Regions from separate parts of the Mus musculus genome. Here all the other regions are linked to region 4. A link is a contact called in public promoter capture Hi-C data. All regions are on one chromosome and are shown on one strand. The core of a region is the stretch at or near the end of the contact, and the rest is flanking DNA. Distances in the headings are between cores, read along the strand shown.

Evidence for each region. Promoter capture Hi-C pulls out the DNA fragments that hold promoters and counts their contacts. Capture Hi-C pulls out chosen DNA fragments and counts their contacts.
Region 1: a contact with region 4 is called in a promoter capture Hi-C map of neutrophils, with 2.2 times the contacts expected there. The contact joins the promoter of Bcl7a here to the promoter of P2rx4 in region 4. A contact is called at or near these places in 1 of 39 promoter capture datasets (neutrophils) and 1 of 115 datasets of contacts at active chromatin or transcription factors (pancreatic cancer cells).
Region 2: a promoter capture Hi-C map of liver shows a contact between it and region 4, with 2.7 times the contacts expected there. The contact joins the promoter of Psmd9 here to the promoter of P2rx4 in region 4. A contact is called at or near these places in 2 of 39 promoter capture datasets (liver and stem cell-derived epiblast-like cells) and 1 of 115 datasets of contacts at active chromatin or transcription factors (pancreatic cancer cells).
Region 3: a contact with region 4 is called in a promoter capture Hi-C map of liver, with 2.3 times the contacts expected there. The contact joins the promoter of Ccdc63 here to the promoter of P2rx4 in region 4. A contact is called at or near these places in 5 of 39 promoter capture datasets (the C10 cell line, frontonasal cranial neural crest, hippocampal neurons and 1 more), 1 of 484 Hi-C or Micro-C datasets (cortical neurons), 3 of 115 datasets of contacts at active chromatin or transcription factors (the SCID.adh cell line, memory CD8 T cells and pancreatic cancer cells) and 2 of 9 other capture datasets (adipose tissue and liver).
Region 5: a contact with region 4 is called in a promoter capture Hi-C map of embryonic stem cells, with 2.6 times the contacts expected there. The contact joins the enhancer-like site here to the promoter of P2rx4 in region 4. A contact is called at or near these places in 8 of 39 promoter capture datasets (the 3T3-L1 cell line, the C10 cell line, embryonic stem cells and 4 more), 3 of 115 datasets of contacts at active chromatin or transcription factors (the 230-238 cell line, bone marrow-derived dendritic cells and embryonic forebrain) and 2 of 9 other capture datasets (embryonic stem cells and pancreatic islet).

The regions. Positions count from the first base shown.
Region 1 is chr5:123,343,117-123,345,889 of GRCm38.p6, forward strand. It overlaps Bcl7a (B cell CLL/lymphoma 7A), which reads left to right and starts at 1,332. Exons shown (of 6, transcript NM_029850.3): 1 at 1,332-1,605. The coding sequence starts at 1,514. Gm15860 (predicted gene 15860) reads right to left here and starts at 2,026. Exons shown (of 2, transcript NR_165267.1): 1 at 1,810-2,026.
Region 2 is chr5:123,226,674-123,229,721 of GRCm38.p6, forward strand. It overlaps Psmd9 (proteasome (prosome, macropain) 26S subunit, non-ATPase, 9), which reads left to right and starts at 1,517. Exons shown (of 6, transcript NM_026000.2): 1 at 1,517-1,771. The coding sequence starts at 1,634.
Region 3 is chr5:122,130,617-122,133,327 of GRCm38.p6, forward strand. Ccdc63 (coiled-coil domain containing 63) reads right to left here and starts at 1,349. Exons shown (of 12, transcript NM_001384199.1): 1 at 1,305-1,349.
Region 4 is chr5:122,705,877-122,708,926 of GRCm38.p6, forward strand. P2rx4 (purinergic receptor P2X, ligand-gated ion channel 4) reads left to right here and starts at 1,668. Exons shown (of 12, transcript NM_011026.3): 1 at 1,668-1,911. The coding sequence starts at 1,778.
Region 5 is chr5:122,110,741-122,113,513 of GRCm38.p6, forward strand. Ccdc63 (coiled-coil domain containing 63) reads right to left here. Exons shown (of 12, transcript NM_001384199.1): 9 at 2,394-2,468; 10 at 120-312. It also overlaps a transcript of Myl2 not described here. Among named protein-coding and RNA genes, the nearest start is that of Myl2, 11 kb to the left of the region's middle. Within about 2 kb of position 1,296, at least 19 of the 459 cell types and tissues checked have an H3K27ac peak or open chromatin away from gene starts, as enhancers often do. A contact at or near this core is called in embryonic stem cells, where this site is marked.

The sequences.
Region 1 (2,773 bases), core at 82-2,581, 640 kb after region 4:
CTGCTTCCCAAGTGCTGGGATTAAAGGTGTGTACCACCACTGCCTGGCTCCATTGTTTTGTTGTTGTTGTTGGTTTTTTGCTTTTGTTTGTTTTGGTTTGGGTTGTTTTTTTGTTTTGTTTTGTTTTAAGACAGGGCCTCACTATGTAGTCCTGGAACTACCTACATAAACCAGGTTGGTCTTGAACCACAGATCTCTACCTGCTTCTGCCTGGAATTAAAGGAGTGGGCTACCACATCTGATTGTTGTTCTTATTTTTAAATTTTCGCTTTAGGACCGTGCGTTTAAAGTGGTTAAAAGAAGCCTGGGGGAAATTTCCCCAGATTCTCACACCCATTTCCCCACTAGCTCCCTCTACCAAACCCCTGCAACCCCCCCAGACTTCAGGGGGAGATGCTTGGTACTAGAATCATGGCAGTCACAGATGAAGGTCACTGCTGCAACCTTCAATAACTCCTTGACTCAGTTTGTCCATCTGTGAAATGACTGATGTTGCGCTAGTTCCTCTCCAGGTAGCAGCTCTCTCACTTCAGGTCATCTCTTTTCCCAGCATTCACGTGGACAAGCATTCGCTCTGGTCCAGTCTGTGTAGCCGCAACTGCACACCCACCTGTCCCTATACTGGGTGACCGCGGTAGATCCTGTCACCCAGCTCTGTCCTAGGGTAGGGAGACAGCCTCTCATAAGTCCTTCTGTGTTGGGCCAGTCTAGTTTACCTGCTGCTCCGGGTCATTACACTGCACTTCCACCAGGAGCCGTTTAAGATTAAATTGTCATTTTCGGTCAAACCCCAGGGAGGTTGATCCGTGACTGGGACAACTTATCTCTAAGGGAAAGAAAGCCCAGAGACAATGTCAATTGCCACCGGGTTCGGGCACCTTTCCTACGACTCTAGTTTAAGCATGGGGAGGAGACGTTCTAGCTCGCACATTTTAACAGGGCAGCTGGCCAGAGACCGGCGCCTCAACTCTTTCTAAGATCACCTCGCGTCCCGAACCGCCGCCTCCAACTCTTGAGAACTCAAACGCCCGACAAGAAACTTGCACGATCGCGCCCGCGGCCACCAACCCGAGCCAGAGCACCCACGGCCTGCAGTCTGCCATCCCCAGGGTGTGTGTCTTGGGGGGGGGAGGGGCCCCCCATCGCACCTGCGGCCTCTGGGTGAGTCCTGGCGCGGGCCCGTCCCGCGTGCTGGGAGGTCGGGGTTACCCGGGAGAGCTTTCCCAGAGTGAGGTCCCCGAGGCTCCCCGGGGAGGGCGGCGGCACCCGGAGGCCGCACTGCTGGCGGCCGCGCCGCTCCCCCTCGCTCTGTGCAGCTGCCGCCCCGGCGCTTGCGCACTGGGCCCCGGGCGCGCGGCGGCACCAGGCTTTGTGTGTGCGCGTATGTGTGTGAGTGTGTGTCTGTGCGCGAGTGAGAGAGCGGGCGAGTGTGGCGAGCAGGACCCGGCGGGCGCGCTCCCCCAGCCTCCCTCTCTCTCTCTCTTTCCTCTCTCTCTCCCTCCCCGCCAGAACCATGTCGGGCAGGTCGGTTCGAGCCGAGACCAGGAGCCGGGCCAAAGATGATATCAAGAGGGTCATGGCGGCTATCGAGAAAGTGCGCAAATGGTAAGCCGAGGCGCCTGCTCGCTCTCTCGCTCGCCCCGGCTCGCTGCACCGCGTCGCGGCCGCCAGCAAGCCCGGACCCAGCGCGTAGAGCGGCGGGGCGCAGCGGCCCCGGGCCCGGAGTTGGCGAGGGCGCGCGGCCGGGGTCACCTGCGCCCCGCGGGGGCTGCGTCCGCTGCCCAGGTGTGCTTGGCGCCGGTCACCCACCTGGCGCGGCGGCGGCGAGAGCGGCGGCGGCGGCGGCAGGAGCCCGGAGCTCGGAGCTCGGCTCTCGGGAGAGGGGGGTTCGCAGCCGGCCCCAGAAGCCATTTCGTTTTTTTGTGCAAGTCACATGAAAGCGGCTTCCCGCGCGCCGGGGCCGTGATGCCGGCGGCGGCGGGCAGAGCGCGAGCTCCATTGTGCAGCGCGGAGCGGGCCGCCGTCTCCTCCCGGGGCGGCGCGGCGCCGGTGTCCCCCCCCCCCAACACACACACACACACATACACACACACATCCTACGCCCCGACCCGCCCGCAGCTCCCCGCCTCCCAGGCCTCGGCGCCCTCGAGTCTGCGGAGTTTGCAGAGCGCGAGCCGTTTAAATTTAGCGCTTTGGGCAGCCTGGAGCGAGGGCTCCGGGCGAGGAAGGAAGATGGGGGCGAGCGCTAGGAAGGCGGTGGCGCGGCCGGGGCGCGGAGCACCCACGGCTCCCACGCGCTCCGCGCGGCACCCGAAGCTCGGGGAGCGCGATGTTTGCATCCAGAAGCCAAGTCCTGGGCCGTGTCTTGCCTCCTTCTTGCTGGAGCTGGTGTTTGTTTTGCGGAGAGAACGAGCGACCGTTGTTTTTGTTCTCTGCACTGGGGGAGGAGGAGACCGCGAGATTCGGTGTGGGCCGTGCGTGTTTTTCAAGCTCAAATTAGATCCTGCCCGGCGTGGCCTCGTTATAATTAGTAGGATGGAACATTTTCTCGGCCCTCGTCGGGATCTGACACCGAGGCGGCCCCAGAGGCCAGGCCTGAGGCGCCAGTAGTCCACCACCAGGTTGGGTCAGACTTGTTGAAAACTCCCTGCTCCCTGATTTTAACTTTATTACGGTTTTTTTCCCACGGCTTCATCTGGGTCCGAGAGGGAGAGGAGCAGCTGCGAGGGTGTCCCCAAGTGTCAGCAGCCGCTGGCTGGATCTGTCCTTTATA
Region 2 (3,048 bases), core at 267-2,766, 520 kb after region 4:
GACTGCTCAGATAGAGTTTTAATCTGATAGTCTTTATTAGTGAGCCAGTACAACACTAAGTGTTTGGGACCCCAGTGGAGCACTGAGCCTTTTTCAGGGTAAGCTTTTTGAGCACAAAAACCGGGTCCTGGGGTGATATACCTTAGTTCACAAGAGCAATTAGCCAGGAGCACAACCACTGAAGCCAAAAAGCAAGGTTCGTGCATGGAGAGACTTTCCCACAGCTGTGGACTTGGATGGCTTCCGGCTTTGTTTTAGTTTTGGCAGGTGGTGCTGTCTGTGTGCTGTGTTTTCCAGCCTGAGTGGTACTTTCTTTATGGAGTCGGTTGTACTAAGGTCTGGGGGCCTGTTACACCAGCACCTCGTGACAGAGGTGAAAGTCAATAAATACTTGGACACCCTTAAGAGACACGTTGCTAGGGTGTGTGTACTCTGATCAGGATCCAAAGGGAATAAATTAGTAAATAAAAATGAAAAAAAAGAGCGAGAGATATTACTGTTAGTGTCACACAATAAGGTCAGAGAGCAGAAGGTGAAATTATTTAAGGTCACATGGAATATATATAGTCGGTGTTAATGGTCCAACTTTGAACATAGGTTGTACCATGAGGATCCCCAGCCCGAAAGTGGCTGGGGATATAGCTGAGTTGGTAGAGTGTTCCTGATCCCCAATATTTCATAAACCATACCTGGTGGTACATGCCTGTAATCCCTGCCTGTGGAGGGAGCAGATGGAGTATCAGATGCTCAAAGGCACTGGGCACACTAGGTTATAAAGAAGGAAAAAAAAAAAGGTCTTGAAGTTTTGATGAGGATAGGTTGAGGGAGGTGCGAAATGGATAGAATGGGAGTGGGGGGTTAGAGGGTGTCTGTGATCATGACAATAAGAAATAGAATATTCTAAAAACTTGGGGAGAGCTTCAAGGTCGCCTTCATCTACACAATGAGTTAGAGGCCTGCCTGAGATGCAGTAAATCTTGTCTGGAAAAAGAAAAAGAAAAGAAACAGAAAACAAAAAACAAATCGCTTGAAAGCCTCTTTCAAACACTCAGGGGCTTCGTAGATGTTAAGAACTGAAGTGTCAAGGTTGGCAAGACTGGATCCTCTTACATTTATACAGCTGGTATCCAGTTTACTCAGCCTTCAGATGAGTGAATGAAAAAAAGTGTAAGCCAGATGTGGTGGCTTTAATCCCAGCACTTGGGAGCAGAGGCAGGAGGATTTCTGAGTTTGAGGCCAGCCTGGTCTACAGAGTGAGTTCCAGGACAGCCAGGGATACACAGAGAAACCCTGTCTTGAAAAACGGGGTGGGGTGGGGGGGTGGGGAAACGGACGGATGGAGGGACGGGGACAGAATGAAAAAGAAAGGAATGAACAAGAAAAGTGGAAATGAGTCAGGATAAAGTGGGAGTAAATACCTATGTCCTCTATGGGCCTATTTATCTCTACCGGGTCATCTGAAAACCACGTGGTCTATCTAGCCGGTGACCCCGCCCACTTCCAAGCTCCACCCTTCATCTGTTTCCGTACTTGCGCGTTGGCTGAGCTGTTTTGGCCCCGGGGAGGACCCGTAGCCTCAGCCTCGGCTGGCGTCCGTAGCCGGGAAACCCAGAACTCTAGCTTGAGGTCCGCGATGTCGGGTGAAGACGTTCCGCACCGGGCAGAGTCCTCCGAGGCCCGTGCGGCCGCGGTCAGCGACATCCAGGATCTGATGCGACGCAAGGAGGAGATCGAGGCGGAGATCAAGGCTAATTACGACGTCCTGGAGAGCGTGAGTGTGGCGGGGAGGCCTGCGGACGAGGCTCGGGGTCGCTGCCAAGCAGTGTCCTAGAGGGGGTCTTTGCTGCGTGCCACACGCCCCTTTAAGCATTTTTTCTTTACGTGGGATTAATTTTCATTTTCGGAAGCATTAACTTTGCATTTTAAAGTTTTTTGTTTGTTTGTTTTTAACGCAGCCCCTAAGCTGGCTTCGAACTCGTGATCCTCCTGCTTCATCTTTCTGAGTGCGGGAATCGCGGGCCTGTGCAACCATGATATAGGCCTTAGTGAAACTGCCTCGGTCGCAAGGATAGACTATTTGCTGAGGCATAGTGATAATCGCTACTGTCACTTTCTGTAGGTGACATTACCAGGTTTGGCCTCGCCACCCGCTTTTCTTTAGGACTTTATAAATGTCAACTGGGAGAATTAATTGGGCATCTTGTTAAAATGCACGTTGTAGCCAGGGGAGGCATCCCTATTTAAGCCCAGCGTTTAGAGAGTGGAGGCAGGGGGATCAGGACTTGAGGGTTATTCTTGCCTACATAGTAAGCTCGAGGCTGTCCTGGGTTATATTAGACCTTGTCTCAAAAAAAAACCAAAAAAAAAAAAAAAAAAAAAAAACAAAAAAGAAAAGTAAAAATGAAATGCAGACTCTAATTGGGATAGGGAAAAGACTCTGGATTTTAAGAAAACCCTCACCTCTGCTAATTGCTCTTTTAAGTGGAGCCAGATTAAGCACATTGTCTTTACTGTAAAAGGGGAAACAGGGCCAGAGTGGAGCCAATGCTTGCCCAGTTAGGAAGGGGGAATGGTTGGCTCTGTGATCTGTTTACCTCCTAAGCAGATATATTTTTCATAAAACCCCAAGTCAGTGTATAGAGGAAGGGGAGGCTAAATCACACTCATTGCTGGGCACAATGACATCTGGGTGATGGGTGCCAGATGACGGTGTCATATAGAGGTTCTACAGGCCAGGTAGGTGCTGACCATGTGCCTGAAAGGTACTATCTTGTATGTGTGCTGTGCCAGGAAACTGTCACAGCAGTATTGTTAACTTGTGTCCCTGAAGCTCAAAGGGGCGGAGTCAGGGGCTGGAGAGATGGCTCAGTGGTTTAAAGGCACTGGCCATCATAAGGACTGGAGTTGAGATCCAGAATTTACTACTGTGTAAGTTCACACGCCCGTGGAGACGTTTAAACAGACACAAATCTCTTTAAAGAAAAAAAAACACAAAAACCCGTGTGTGTGTGTGTGTGTGTGTGTGTGTGTACACATATATCTGTGTAT
Region 3 (2,711 bases), core at 99-2,598, 580 kb before region 4:
GCAGATGGCTCCAGCCTGTCACTTACCCTTCTCCTCACATCTCTAAAGGAAAGGGGCACAGAGGCCTCTGATGATCAACCTGATGGAGCTGTTTTGGTTTTTTTGACTTTGGGACAGAGTCTCCTGTAGTCGAGGCTGGCCTCAAACTCAGTATGCTGCCAAGGCTGGCCTTGATCTCCTGATCCTCCTGCCTCCACCTCCAAAGTGCTGGGATTAGAGGCATGTGCTACCATATCCGGTACTTCATGCAGGCTAGGCCAGCACTACCCACTGATACATACCTATCCCACACCCACACACACAACAGAGTTGAAACCCTGCCTACGCTGTGATTACCCCACCCATACCCCACTTCTAGGATCAGGAACCAGCAACCAGCAACCCAGAGGAACATTTTATCATATCAGAACTTGAATGCTACCTGCCCAGAGGCACTTAGGAGTGGGGACATTAGCAGACAAGCCCCAAAGGGTTGTTAGGCCCACTGTGTCCCAGAAACTGCGAGGTCCTATGTGGAATTCCAGGTTCTCCATTCACATTCTTGCCCAGCCTCTAACGGACCTCAGGTACATCTGTGCTGCTCTCTGGAGCCTCAGTTCCCCATCTAGACAGTGGGGAGGGCCACGCCCTCCCCTAATCTGCATAATCCCCTCCCACTTCCGTGGACCAGTAATTCCTGTTGTACACTGGAGAGAATTTAGTAACTGAATTTTAACCTGGGGAATCTAGGTCAGCCAGTTCCATGGGGCTCTATGAATCATACTAGCATGGGGAGAGAAACCATAAACACCAAAACCTCAAGGCTTAGCCAGACCAGAAGATGTCACTGGATCGCGTCCTATCACACCAGACAGGAAGAACTTTTCATGAGACAATTTGAAATGAAATTTCTGGGGACTTATAAATCATGAGAGTTGTGGCAGTGTGAATGTCTAAGTCGATTTGGCATACAAACAAGCGCCTACTGTGTGCTTAGTGTTGTGGGGAACTGAGCTGTGGTTCAGCCACCCTCACGACGTGATCAATTTGTTTTAAAAAGAAAACAAAAGGTGGGCGTGGTGGTGCTGGCCTGAGTGACGCGGGAGGTGGAAACAGGAAGATCATGAGGTCAAGATCTTTGGCTGTAGCTTTACTTCAAGGTCAGTCTGTGCTGTAAGTGAATGGATACGTAATAAATAAATACACAGTCGCTTGAGAGCACATATAGCTCTTTGAGTTTGGGGAGCGTTTATGGTGGCAGTGGCTGGTTCCTGCCTCACCTCTGCTCATCCCCGGCAGGGGGCGCTGTGTGTACCCTAACTTACCACCCACGGCTCCCGCGGCTCCCGGTAGTGGCGGCTCGTGTGTCTAAGTGGCAGCCAGCTCCGCACCCCGCGTTCTCCGCCCTGGAACCCGCGCCTTTGTGACAGCGGCGACTCGCGTTCTCTAAGGACAGCCGAGACAACCGGACCCACGGAGAACCCGCATTTTACCAGAGGGGACAGGGCAACGCATTCCTGGGCTACCCTCAGCTGCCCTGTGTCAAACACCTTGGCCACCTTGGCCACCAAGCCAGCTTCCATTCCCTCCCTCCCTGGGTTACTACTCTCTTTCCTCTCGCTTCACCATTAAATACCTCCTTTCTGTTACACAGTGACCTAAAACGACTTGTTTTCAGAGTTTGGAGATTAAACCTGGGGCAGGTTAGGCAATGACTTTACCCCGGTCCGCCCTTCACCATCTGGAAGTTGCCCTCGGGTCCTGCTGTTTCGGCTGCTCTCCACTGTCTGCCACTGGGTGGGCAGTGGTTAGAAACATGCCTCTCTGGCGAAGGTTTCCCATCGCGGTTCTTCCTGGGTGCAGAACTCGGCCCTCTTGCCAAGAAGAACGAGCCCCACCCCACCCCCACCCCCCCACCCCCGCCACGGCCCCTCGCGTGCGCCCCCAGTGTAGCCTAGAGCAAACAAAGCTGCCAGCGGTAAACAAATGGAACCAGCACACACAGCAAGACAGTCTCCACGGCGGTCAGATACCCAAATCAGCCCATCCTTCCCAGTCAATGCTTGGACTAGGAACGTTAAGAGACTAACTGGTGCCAGGCAGTGGATCTATCGATGCCTTTAATCCCAGCACTCGGAAAGCGGAGACAGGCAGATCTCTGAGTTCAAGGCCAGCCTGGTCTACAGAGTTGAGTTCCAGGACACCCAGAGCTACACAGAGAAACCATGTCTGGGGGCAACAGCGGGGGTGGGGTGCATTATTTCCTGGAGTCTGCCACAGGGGTGGGCTTATAATTACTGGTCGTGGTCTCAAAGGCACCAGAGGAGCTTCCCACAGCCCAAGGTTAGAGAAGAGGAAGGTGCTTTGCTGTCGCTGAAAAGGAAATAGGAGATATGCTGCCTCTGTTGGTTGCTGGCAGCCCTGTTGCAAGCCTAAGGGAGACCAGTGGCTGATGGTCTACAATGTTGGCTAGCTCCTCAGATAGTGACTGCGGGTATAGGGTAAGTATAGGGCACCCCTCCCCGGTCATCGGCCCCTGGGAAAACCTGGAGCTGCAACTTCAGGACTTTTATTAGAAGCCAAAAGAGTGGACTCTGAGTCACAGTTCTGACCCACGGTAGAGTCGTCTCAGAACTTCCCGAGTCTGTTAATTACGAGTCATTCAAACCCAAGCAACTGTCTACATCCTACAAGACCCTTATCTAGCAGTGTGCTTAGTGATAAAGAACATG
Region 4 (3,050 bases), core at 418-2,917:
CAGAGCCTTTGTCCTGCGTGTGAGAAACTCAGGATGATGACCCAGTAAGACATAGAGAGTAGTGGTCAAGAAGAATTAAGGAAATATCACATGGCTTATATTTATTCTTTTGTCTCAGAATTTTCTCAAACAATGTACTAGGAGGGGGGCACGCACACGCTGGAGGACAATCGTGGGAGTTTGTTCTCTTTTTTTCCACCACTTATGTTCTAGGGATTAAACTCAGGTTGTCAAATTTGGCAGCATCTATCCTACTCACTGACTATAGACGGAAACAAGGTCTCACTCTATAGTTAGAACTAGGTATATAAACCAGGCTGGCTTTGAACTTGTGCCAATCCTCCCAGCTCTGCTTTCGGACTGCTGGGATAACAGGCATGTGCCACCACACCAGGCTGGCATGTTTTCCCACTAGGCCTTAGATTAAAACTCAAAATCATTCAAATCCCGTGATGAGTCGCTGGTAACAGGGCACTATGACTTGTGTATGAAGAGTTCTTCCCAAACCTTCATGTGTTGAAGGCTTCTTCCCTACGTGGGAGATAATGCTGAGAGGGGACTGGATGCTGAGAGACCTTAACATTGGGAGCTATGACATAACGGCAAATCTTATCTTAGCATTGGGAGGCGGTACAAAGGAGGTGAAGCCAGCTGGAATAACTAATTCCCTGGGACCTGGTGGTGGAAAGACACACCTTGTCCCCATGCCTTTCTGTAAGGTCCACCATGCTCTCTCAGATCCATGGAGCCAAGTGACCAGAAGCTGAAGCTAACTCAGATGAAATAAAAGATGCATGGAGCAGAAAATGAAAAGAACCGCGAGGAGTCTGATTAGAACCTCAAGCCTTGTGTATATTACCTGCTATATTTATACTGCACAGGGCTGAGATGCTCTCACTATGCTTGCTGGACAGTACCTGGTATAAGGGTACTTGGATGTATCTGTTACACTTAATATAAAACGCCTATTAAAAAAACTTCGGAAGGGAATGGATATATGTGACCTTAACAATGGTGTCTCCCCACGGGCTTGAATTTTTCCAATTCTCCCTAAGCTTGCGGTAAGCCATTCTCAATAGCAAGATGGCTACAGGGACCCCCCCCCACCCCCCAGGTGCTGGCTGTTGCCTCCTCTCAGGTGCAACTACGACAGTTATCTGACTAGGGGTAGGGACATGGATCGGCTTCAGGCCTAAGAGGGGTATATGGTGGCATTTGTGGCTGACTTCTGCAGACATCCTAGTACACCAGGTACTTATTCACCCACCCTATAGTTTCATAAAGCAGCACAGCGGGGCTCCCTCCACTACATCCAGATCAAGTTTGCCTCCTTCAGTCAGGGGACTGACTCTTCAGCACTCGGGTCCTCTAGGAATGTAACTCCTATCCAAGTTCCCCTGGCGCACGGCTCGTTATCCTATATCTGAACCGCAGAGCTGTCCTTTGCAACAGAACTCAACTGTCTGCCTTTCAATCCTAGGCCTGAGGGCGTCATTATCCTTGTCCCTCCGGGAGCTGACCTTGCTCCCTGCTCCAGAGGTAATTCGTCCCTTAGTGCTATACCACTCTTGCTTTTTAGATCGTCCCTTTGAGAGGGTCACGAGTTGGGGCGTCACCCTGGGGTGGCAGAGGGGGAGGAGACGCGCTCCTCAGGTCGCGCGCCGCCTATTTCCGGGCCGAGCTGCTGGGCGGGGCTGCTGCCCGGACCCGGTGGTGGTGGTGGCAGCGACAAGGCGACCCGCGGTGGCCACGACGCGGAGCAGCGGGCGGCGGAGCCATGGCAGGCTGCTGCTCCGTGCTCCGGGCTTTCCTGTTCGAGTACGACACGCCGCGCATCGTGCTCATCCGCAGCCGTAAAGTGGGGCTCATGAACCGCGTGGTGCAGCTGCTCATCCTGGCTTACGTCATTGGGTGAGCGGGCCTGGGGAGGGGCCGCGGCTGGGGGCAACCCAGACTGTCGGGACCTGGCAGCGCCCCCTTGCTCGCTCTCTGGGTCTGGGGCAATAGCTGAGCCGGCCAAGCCCCTCCTCCCCGAGTTCAAGGGGCGGCGACACGCCCTCGCCGGGCTCTAGCCAAGCCACCTGGAACCAGCTTGAACAGGACACTGGGGACTACTGGACGTCCTGGGAGCTAAGCCTCGTCTTAGCTAGACTGTCACCCCATCTTTCTCGCATCCTTCCCTCCCGACTTGCTTCATGCTGCGCCTTGGCTTGGTGGAGGGGCAGGGCAGGGAAGGCTTAACTCTGTGCGTCACGGACTTCTCTTCGGTTCCTTTTCAAACTCGGACAGAAACCAAGGCTTGTGGTTTTCATTCGGTACTTTCTGGGTCTGTGGTTTCTGTTACCTTAAGAAGCTTCTGATAACCCAGTACCCTTGAGATGTCACACTTCCCAAAAGTGTCCCAAGGTCACTTCCTTTGTTTTGTTGGATTGGTTGGGAATATGAGTACCCGCCTGATTTTGATTCTAAACTCTGCTCTTCATTACTGTTTATATATACCCTCCCATCACTAGGCGTTATGAAACGTTTAATTTTAATTGGATGCACCTGTAAGGCTGTAATACACCCCAGGAGAGATGGTGAACCTTACCTTGCCTCCTGGGCCCAATTTCAAGGTATTCGAGTGTCAACAGCTGCTAGCGTGACAGGTGGATCTGTTTTCTTACTAAAGGGCCTAAAGCACGGGTCCCCAAACAACACATTGGAGTCACTTAGGAATCCACAAAAAACACAGATAGATTGCCAATTCACAAACTGACTCAGAGCTGTAAGACCTCTGTGCCTGACCACACTCACCTGAGAAAGCTTTGTGTGGCCTTAGGTATATGAAATAGGTACACAGGTGGCTGGAGAGATGGCCCAGAGAGATGGTTAAGAATGCCTAAGATACAGCCTTTAATCCTAGCACTGGTGAGAGACAGGTAGGCAGATATCTATGAGTTCAAAGCCAGCCTGGTCTACATAGTTTCAGGACAACCAGAATTATTACAGTGTCCCAACTAAATAATAAATCAACAGGTCTCCTGCTTTGGTGTTAGGTCTGGAATCTG
Region 5 (2,773 bases), core at 46-2,545, 600 kb before region 4:
CTCAGAATTCAAACCAAGGCAGGCCGCACCATGGCTGTGCTCACTACCAACCAAGAAAGCGTTCTTGTGCCTGGTCACAGACCGTGCAGGCAAGAGTGCCTAAGAGGTACTAGGCTCACCAAAATACTGCTGCAGATTGATGTCCGTGACCTTCCCGGACTCGCCCAGCTTGCCCAGGATCTCAGTGGCATCGCAGTTGATCTTCTTAAACATCTTCTCCACCGAGTTCTTGAGATACTCCAGGGTCTTGCTCATCTCCTTGTATTTGGTCTCATAAATGTCCGCTTCCTGCGTGGTCTTTCTCAGTTTCTCCTGGGGGACAGACAGACACCAGGCCCAGCCTGAGGCTGAGGGACTTTTTGTGCAAGTGACGGGGGGGCGGGGGCAGGCGGTGTGCCATCCAAGGAATGAGCTTCCTGACAGCATCAAACAAATTTAAGAAAAAAACAGACAGCTAAGGATGGGGGTTCCTTGCGTGGAGTGCTTGCGCAAACCAGGAGTGGTATGCATGCCTGTAAATCTTGCACTCTGGGGATGGGGGCAAGGAGGGACGCGAGCCCAGGGTCATCCTTGTCTATGTAGTGAGTTTGGGACCAGCCTGGGGTACATGAGACCCTGTATCAAAACTAAGTGATTCCTCAGAGTGCCGAACCCGGACTCCTGGAGAGAGAGGAGATGGTGAAGAGCCAGGGGTGGAGAGGGTTCTAAGCAGGAAGTTGGGGACAGCCCTTAGCAGGGTGGGACGTATCTGAGAACCCATAGCTCCTTGGATGAAGTCTCCTCCTTGGGGTATTTGTATTTCGGAGGGGGATACGTGGGCATGCGCACGCGCATGCGCGCAGACACAATGCTATCCTAGCTAGCACCACAGTCCAGTGAAGGCATAAAACAATAAAGACAGAGCCAGGCAGAGGAGACCCTGATGAACACTGTTGATCCCAAACCCAGGGAAGAGTCGGGAGTTCTAGGTGGCCCCCAAGTAGAGCCTGTGGATCTAGGCTGGAGACCACCTGCGGAGACCAGCCTGAATCACAACGGCTTCCCTTCCCGACACCCCTTGGCTCTGAGTTTCCTAGGCTCTTCCTGGGCTTTGCTGTCCCTCCGCGGTAGAGCCACGAATAGCACCACCAGCCTGGTCAGGGTGAAGGACGAAAATGAGCCCCAAGGAACAAATAAAAATCGCTCAGGGGAAGGAGCTATGATTCTGAACAGGAAAAGCCCAGGCTACCCTTTAACTCCAGATCCTGCTGCCTCAGCCTCCTAAGTATGCGAATCAAAGATGTGTGCACCACACCCAGCCAGTCAGGGGCGGGATTCACATCTTGCTGAGCATTGGCTGTTCATTGCCCAGATACTGTCACCGGAGAACCTGTTTGCCCTGGGATGGCAGTGTGACGAGCACACAAACCCCATAAAGAGTCATTATTCAAGTGTCCTGAGAAGCAACTGGGGCTTCCTGCCTCAGCCAGTGTGGCCTTCTCCACACTCTCCAACCTTCTTCCTGGGAGCCGTGGTACCACCAGGCATCCTTGGGATGGAAACCACACACCAAGAAGAGCCTGGGTGGTAGATGACATCACAAAGACACTCCCTCCCCCAATCCTGAAAGTGCCAATTTTCAGCTTATTTAACAAAAAATAAGCTTCTAGCTTGCTCGGGCTCCCAGGGTGTCTGGGGGGCGGGGGAGGCAGGAAGAAACCTTCAAACCCAATACTGGGGAGCCAAAGGAAGGAGGATTGCTGTGAGTTTGAGGCCAGCCTGGGCTACATAGTGAATTCTAGACACCAAGGCTGCATAGTGAGACCATGTCCAAAAAAAAAAAAAAAACCCACAACTCGGCTCCCTAGAGTTGATTGTACTGTTTGCCTCTGCCAGCCTCTGTTTGCTCCCTGAAAAAAAAAATGGAAAGAGTATAACACCTTCTCCTGAAGGTGGTGAAGGGAGATGGGGCCAGAGGAGTGGACATAGCCTGGCATCTACTGACTAGTGCCTAGCCCAGGACGCATTTGCATGCAGGATGTAGGCTTGGTTCAGTGGTGCAGTACAGAACTAACATACTGGAGGCCCTGGGTTTGATTCCCAGCATAGACAGAAAGGGAGAGGGGAGGAGAAAGAATAGAAGACAGACTGTTGGTTTGTGGTCGTTAGTGAAAAACAGTGGAACTGAGCCAAGGGGGAGACAAAAGGAGAAACTGAGGCAGAGATGCATCAGAATGGAAGTGCAGTCCCAGGCTTAGGTTGGACCTCCGAGCACCTGTACAATAAACAGAGCTTACAGACAAGGGTTCTGTGGTTGTGTCTGAACAGGCCATCTGACAGATGACGGACACATGCAGGATGCTCCTTGTCCCTGTCTCTTCCCCTCCCCCTCCCCCCTCCCCTTCTCAGCTCACCTCCATCTGTTTCAGGATGCTCCGGGTGCCCTCATGGGAGGTCTGCTGCTGTGACCGCAAGTTGATGATGTCATCCTGCTCAGACAGACGAGAACCAGTAGGAGAAGATGGGAGTTGCCCTCATCCACTGTATCCAACCCTACTCCATGTGGGGTAACCCATCAAGGAGTCGCCCCTGTCCCCACCTTCTCCTCAGGCATTCTATTCTTCATCCTCTGAGAATCATCTAGAACTATCTAGTGCAGTAGCTCTCAACCTTCCTAATGCCTCGACCCTTTAATATAGTTCCTTCATGTTGTGGTGACTCCCCAAACATAAAATTATTTCTGTCGCTACTTCATAACTGTAACTTTGCTACTGTTTTGAATTGTAATGTAAAC